Linked DNA regions of Rattus norvegicus: region 2 is linked to region 1. The links are chromatin contacts, called in public Hi-C maps. All regions are on one chromosome and are shown on one strand. The core of a region is the stretch at or near the end of the contact, and the rest is flanking DNA. Distances in the headings are between cores, read along the strand shown.

Region 1 (3,174 bases), core at 113-2,612:
ACTGAAAGTCTCATGCCCCGGGGAATTTCCAAGTCCTGGGAAAACTGGAGCAGCTTGCCCGGGACTGTTCTGAGTTTAAAACTTAAAGGTCCATGTCCTGAGAACTGTTTCAGTGGTGAGCAAATCAAGGCAATTAGGGGGAACCCATTTGACCAACTTTCACCTTGGTTCCTTTATGTAAAAAGTAAAGAAAATAAAAGTTCCTTCCTTAGCGTCTTATGTGGGTTGAATGCGATGGCATACACAGAGCCTGCAGCACACAGGCTGTCACGGGGAAGGCAACACACCAACATTTGCTGGATAGATGAGCGAGAGGGATCCAGGGATGAACCAGTGAGGGGTGGAAGGGGAAGGGAGAGAGCCCCAGCTTGGCTGAGAGAACGAGCAGAGCCAGTGGCTCTGTGTCGGGAGCTTTGCGCTGGGATTCTACCTGTGTTTATAAAAGAAGATTTGCCAGGAAAGTTAATGAAGTTAACAAGGAAAATGCTGGCCATTGAAGAGGACAGACAGGCGACAGTAACACCATTTCCTTTTAATATGTCTGCTGATGTAATGGGTCTCCACCCGAGGATTCACAAGATGGATGTCTCTGCTCTCTGGTTCAGCAGATACTGTGGACTCATGCTCAAGTGAGATAAAGGGGTGTGTGACTTCCACGTCCATTCATTTGTTGGTTGAGGCTTTCATTCAATGGCCATTTAAGAATATATGTATATGTACATGTGTGTTTCTGTCTGTCTGTCTTCTGTCTCTGTGTCTCTGTCTCTGCCTCTCTCTCTCTCTCTCTCTCTCCTGCGTGTGTGTTAGGCACAGTTAGCCTCTGGGAAACTACAAAGAAACAATACAAAGTAGTTCATGTGCTTGGAAATTTTTATGATAAAATATTTTTCAATATACTTATTTTACACACACACACACACACACACACACACACACATGAGGAATGAGCTACAACTCCTCTTTCCTTAGCTGAGCCTTCTGATAACTGTACTTAAAACTGGAGTCTTCTTTTGGATCTGACAGAAATCAGAAGCAAGGAAATCAGGAAGCACTTATTGAGATGGTCTGAGGTCAGTAAAGTCAGACTAGACAGAGAGAAGGAAGGGGATGGAGAACAGTGGGTATAGAGAGAAAGAGGCAGGGAGGAGAGGGGATGTCTTAGTTTTCTTTCTATCACTGTGAAATACCACAACCAAAAGTAACTTGGCAGGAAAGACTGGTTCACAAGTCCCTAACACGGTGCATTACTAAGGAAAGTTGGGGTAGGAACCCAGGAGCGGAGGCAGGAGCCAAGGAGTACTGTGCTCACTGGCTCACTCCCCATCACTTGCTCAGTTCTCTCTCTCTTTTGCCCAGGGGCAGCACCACCCGCAGTGAACTTGGCCCTCTCATGGCAATCATTAATCAGGAAAATGACCCAGAGACTTGCCTATAGGCTAATCTGAAGAAGGCCTTTTCTCACTTGAGGTTCCCTCTTCCCAGATGACCTGTGTCAAGTTGACAAAAACCTAACCAGCACAGGGAAGCAGGGATGTGAGGGACAGGGAGGGGGAGGGGGAGGGGGGAGGGGGGAGGGGGGAGGGGGAGGAGGAGGAGGGGGAGGAGGAGGAGGAGGGGGGGGAGGAGGAGGGGGGGAGGAGGAGGAGGGGGGAGGAGGGGGGGAGGAGGGGGGAGGAAGAGGAGGAGGAGGGGGGAGGAGGAGGAGGAGGAGAGAGCAAGGAGGAAGTAGAGAGGAAGAGTTGTGGGGGCAGGGACCAGGGAGGAGAAGAGAAAGGAGAAAAGGAGGGGGAGGGGAACAAGGACGTGGGTTGCAGAGAGGAGAAAGGAGGCAGGGAGGGTGGGGTCCGTGGAAGGAAGCAGGGAAATTGGACGTCCGAATGAAGGGGTCTGAGAGGCATGGGTGGGAAGGGCTGACAGAGGACACAAACAGAAGCTGAGGGAGAGCAACTGCATTCAGGCAGGCCGCTTCTTAGCTACAGGCAGCCCCTGGTGGAATCAGAAGGTGGAGGGAGACTCTAAGCAAGAGGCCCTCATTTAATAGAGATGTTTTCTGTTTAACCACAGCTAAGAGGAAATGGGGGAAAGGTTAAGGCATGGGGAGGAAGATGTGATTCGACTGTGTCTCTCCGTCCATTTTGCCTGTGATTTTTTTTTCTCTTGGGCTCCAGTGTGTGGCCCTAGACCCTTTCTCATACCAAAGGTGTCTTCAGGGGAGAGCTGTTCCCCTGACATCAGCTGAGGTGAGTCTTGCTGACCTGGGACACCTCCCTCAGGCACTGGCAACATTGCAGACCACTGCTTCCCCAAAGAGCTTCCTTCCTCTGCAGAACCGCTCTGATGCAACTTAGAACACACCCTTCCTTTTCTATCACCTGAGAGCAGGTCAGGGTCTGGTCAGAACTCCTTTATCTCATTATTCCTCAACACCCATCCCCCCCTTTCTGTTTATACATTTCCGAGTCTTTCATGAAGTAAGAGACTGTGAATAAAAGCATCTAGTGCATGCTAGAACTCAAGAGTCCAAGAAGGAAGAATTGTATGGGAATAACAAGTTCTCTTGGCCTTGGCAAACATCAGACTGAAGAGGCTTTCAGAGCATAATATTTAGGGACCATGGATAAATTCCGTGATGTGAGCCAAGTGGTCAGATCTTTGGCTGCTGCCACTAGGTGAAGCCTCAGGTCCAGTGTGCCTAGCCCATGGCGGATACCATTAGGACATAATTCTTCAGCCCCAGATGGCCATTTTTTTCCTGTCTCGGGTTGTTTTCTTTTGCTTTAGCACAGTGGCTCTCAACCTTCCTAACGGTGCAACCCTTTAATATGGTGCTTCATGTTGTAGTGACCCACAACCGTAAAATTATTTTCGTTGTTTTTTTCCTAACTGTAATTTTGCTACTGTTATGAACCGTAATATAAATATCTGTGTTTTCCAGTGGTCTTAAGCATCCTTATGAAAGGGTCATTCAACCCCCAAAGGGGTTGTGACCTACAGGTTGAGAGCCAGTGCTTCAGCATACTGGCCAAACCTGGATAATTTATAAAGAACAGATGTTCATTTTCTGGAAGTCCTCTGACTCCACTTGGCTTCTGATAAAGGCTTTAGGTGGGAGGAAGGGCAATTAGCCCCATGGCAGAGAGATCACAGAGTGAAGGGAGACAAGGAGAGCCTGGG
Region 2 (3,359 bases), core at 110-2,609, 290 kb after region 1:
TGTGACCTTGGTCAGGTCACATGCTCTTTCTGTAGACTCTAAGTAGCCTATCACACAGAAGGTTGTGCTAGTTAAACAGACCATTCAGCCTATGGTTAGACATTCCTTTAGTCCCTGCACTTGGGAGGCAGAGATAAGTAAATCTCTGTGAGTTCAAGGCCAAACTGGCAAGATCCAGGACAGCCAGAGACACCCCCTCCAAAAGACCATTCACTGGGCAGGAGAGAAGGCCCAGTAGGTAGGGGCATTGCAAAGGCGGTTTCAGAGGACCTATCTTCTATTCCCAGCACCGTCAGGACCTCTCACAGCTACCTCACTCCTGTTCCAGGGGATCTGATGCCCTCCTTGGGCCCCTGCTGGCACGAGACACATACACGGTGCACAGGCATACAAGCAGGCAAGGCACCCCCGCACATAAAATGAAATATTACAAAAACATTGCATGCATCAAAAGCACACACACTAAGATGAGACAGAGCTTAGCAGTTGCTACTTCATGTCCTCACCTCTGGGTCTGTAAAGCCACCCGAGGTCTGAGAGGCAGGGTAAAGCAAAACCAAACAAAACCAAAACAAGCCGAAGGGAAAGGCCTTAAGCAAACAGTACAGTCCAGGCTCTCGGAGGTGAGAAGTCTACGGAAGAAGCCCAGAGGATTTTACTGGAGTTACCAGGTAGAACACACAACACCCAGATCTGAATTTCAGATGAACAAGGAATGTCTTCAATGTCCCAAATATTGCACCAGACATTCTTTTACTAAATAAATTATTCATTGTTTATCTGAAATTCTAGTATAAACGGGTGTCAGTGGTTTCATTTACCAAGTCATGCAACCTTGACAGACTGATTTTTGTAAGAAATCTCTTAACCCTGTAAGGAGACTTAGAGCTCAGAGGAACCTGCCTGACCTGGGCAACTGCAAAGCCATCCAGGGAAAGGTCACACCCTCCACCACCCTTTGTTCTGTGAAGCGAGGGCCTCTCGGATAAAAAACCTCAAGTGAGCAATTTTACCTTCCCTGCACCCTCTATCTGAGTCTCCGCAGAGAGTGCTGGGAAAACTGCTGTAGCCTCCTTACCCGCTTGGGTCTCTGCGACCCACGTTTTTCCTTGGGTGAGGCCCTGTGGTCACGCTATAGTGACTGAACCCCTGCCACACCCTGCTTGGTTGCTGTGGGTGGGAGCAGAAGAGGTAGAGACAGGGAGAGGAGAATGCGTAGACATTTGGATCAGCTGGGTTGCGCTCTGTCGGATGGTCTCACGAAACTTTAATTGCTGCTTTGATGCCGAGTGGCAGTGCACCGTCCTTGCCAGGCCTGACTCGAGAGGCTGCTTGCACGGAGTCAGACGTGGCTCTTGTTGCACTTTCGAGCACCTCATGGCAGCGGCTCTTTTACGTTAAGGAGGAAACTCTGTGGTTAAACTGTAGCCTAGGTATTTTTAGAGCCGTTACCATGTTAACCAAATTTCATACATTTCACCTGCAGGATATGCACTAACACCAAGGCCTTCCTTAAAGGCTACCTCCCCAAATAAATAATTAAAATATGTGAACAATTAATACTGTTTTTAGGACTAAGACCATGCTGTCTGAGAACACATTCCCTAGTACTGACACCTTTTCTCTTCTATATTTTTTTCTTTTTTGAATGGATGGACGGTAATGTCTTTAGGAAGTACCTTTTTCTTTGATACAAGTGACTTGAAGGGCTAGAACCAAAAGCTTAAAGCTGGTTAGTTCTAAAGGTCAGAGCCCGAAGGCAGCGACTCCTTTGTTAATCATTAAGCTTTTCTAAGCTTCTTCTGACAGAATTCTGGCTTTGTGCCCCCTGTCTTGGGTCATTTTACACTGTGAATCCTTATGCTGCTCCAGCTCTTAAGAATGCAGCAAAGGTTAGGAGAAAGACATAGCTCTTGTTGCTGTTTTCTCCTAGTCAATCTGGCATCGCCCTTATGCTTTCGGGAGGCAGAGGCAGTTTGTGTCGAGGGCATCTTCACTCGCCCAGCTGGAGAGCATTTAAAGAGGACCCATGGGTCCAGATGTGATGGAAGGAACACCCACTTAGCCATAAAGTGAGAGTCCCCATCGTTGCTGACCAGTGACTTTCACCACTAATCCCATCACTGAAAGTTCAAGATAGAACAGAACAACTGAGTGCTATCAAATATTATCTTCCACCATCAGCTTTGACATACTTAGAATCCGCTGTGTTAGCCCAATGAGGTTCAAATGACAAGATGTCTCACTGCCAAGTTCAATGCCAGTTTATCTTCTAGTCATCTGAATAAAAGTCACTCCGCACCAAAAAAATTCCCTTAAACACAACTAAATTCGGTTTTATGGACCAAGGGACATTAAGCTGCTAAAACACATGCTTTCAAAGTCGAATGTGGAAAAGCTGCCCTGTTTCTCAAGGGAAAAAATACACAGTTAAACCTTGCTTATTCATAATAACCCAAACTTCCGGAAGGCTTAAGCATTTGGAATTGCTCCAAACCCAAAAGAGGGGAGGAGGGAAAGGGAAGGGTTTGGAGAGCAAGGGGATGGGGAGGGGGGTTGGAGGAAGAGAGGGACAGAATGAACCAGCAGCAAGCAAGCCAGTTTTTAGAAGTAGACCTGAAACCCTAGCAACACTGAAAGGAGACCTGGAGCTTGCATCTGATTGGCTTACCAGCCAGAAGGAATGCTGAGCTCTGATTGGCTAGTGATGATGTCTCCAAATAATCAGCCTTTTGCAGGGAAGCAAATTTATCTGGCAGAAAAGACAGGAGGTAGAAGAAGCAGGCAAGAAGCAAAGGGAGGGGGACAGGGCAAAATGAATGGCAGGTTATTTGTAACAAAGGTGGCAGCTGAGATGACAAGGAGGACAAAAATAACTATTTATGTAACTGTTTACAGTTTTTACAAAATGGGCTCCGTATAATCACTGATATTGTCTTCAGAAGGACCTTCAAGGATTGCAGAAGTGAAATGACATTCCCTAGGTTACACAGCTAGTAAGAAAAAAGCTGAGCTCATCCAGCTCTAATCCAGGGCTGTTGACACCACAGTCTCTGGAGAGAACAATTTGGAGTTCTTCTGAGGAACAGAGAGCTAATCCTCTGATCACAGACCACCAGCAGCCACATGAGCTACAGTTTAGTGGGAGATGCAGAAAGGGTGAAGGGCTCCCTGCCCTTCGCTACACAGAGCTTGAAAACATCGCCCAAGGAACATCTCCATGCACGTTAGGAAGAACAGCCCCCCCCCCCGTTGTCCCAGCTAAAAACATGCAGATCACTTATATCTCAACTTTCTTTCCATATGCAATGCCTCCGTAAGGCCTGCGGATGCCACGTCTAAACCACTGAAGTCAGGTG

The links. A called contact is a pair of places that touch in the nucleus more often than the background predicts.
Region 2: a contact with region 1 is called in a Hi-C map of kidney, with 2.2 times the contacts expected there. The contact joins two enhancer-like sites. A contact is called at or near these places in 4 of 12 Hi-C or Micro-C datasets (the A7r5 cell line, Schwann cells, frontal cortex and 1 more).

The regions. Positions count from the first base shown.
Region 1 is chr1:240,250,984-240,254,157 of GRCr8, forward strand. No RefSeq gene overlaps it. Among named protein-coding and RNA genes, the nearest start is that of Pten, 210 kb to the left of the region's middle. Within about 2 kb of position 1,363, at least 5 of the 93 cell types and tissues checked have an H3K27ac peak or open chromatin away from gene starts, as enhancers often do. A contact at or near this core is called in kidney, where this site is marked.
Region 2 is chr1:240,539,847-240,543,205 of GRCr8, forward strand. All of the region lies in intron 4 of Rnls (renalase, FAD-dependent amine oxidase), which reads right to left. Among named protein-coding and RNA genes, the nearest start is that of Rnls, 180 kb to the right of the region's middle. Within about 2 kb of position 1,360, at least 43 of the 93 cell types and tissues checked have an H3K27ac peak or open chromatin away from gene starts, as enhancers often do. A contact at or near this core is called in kidney, where this site is marked.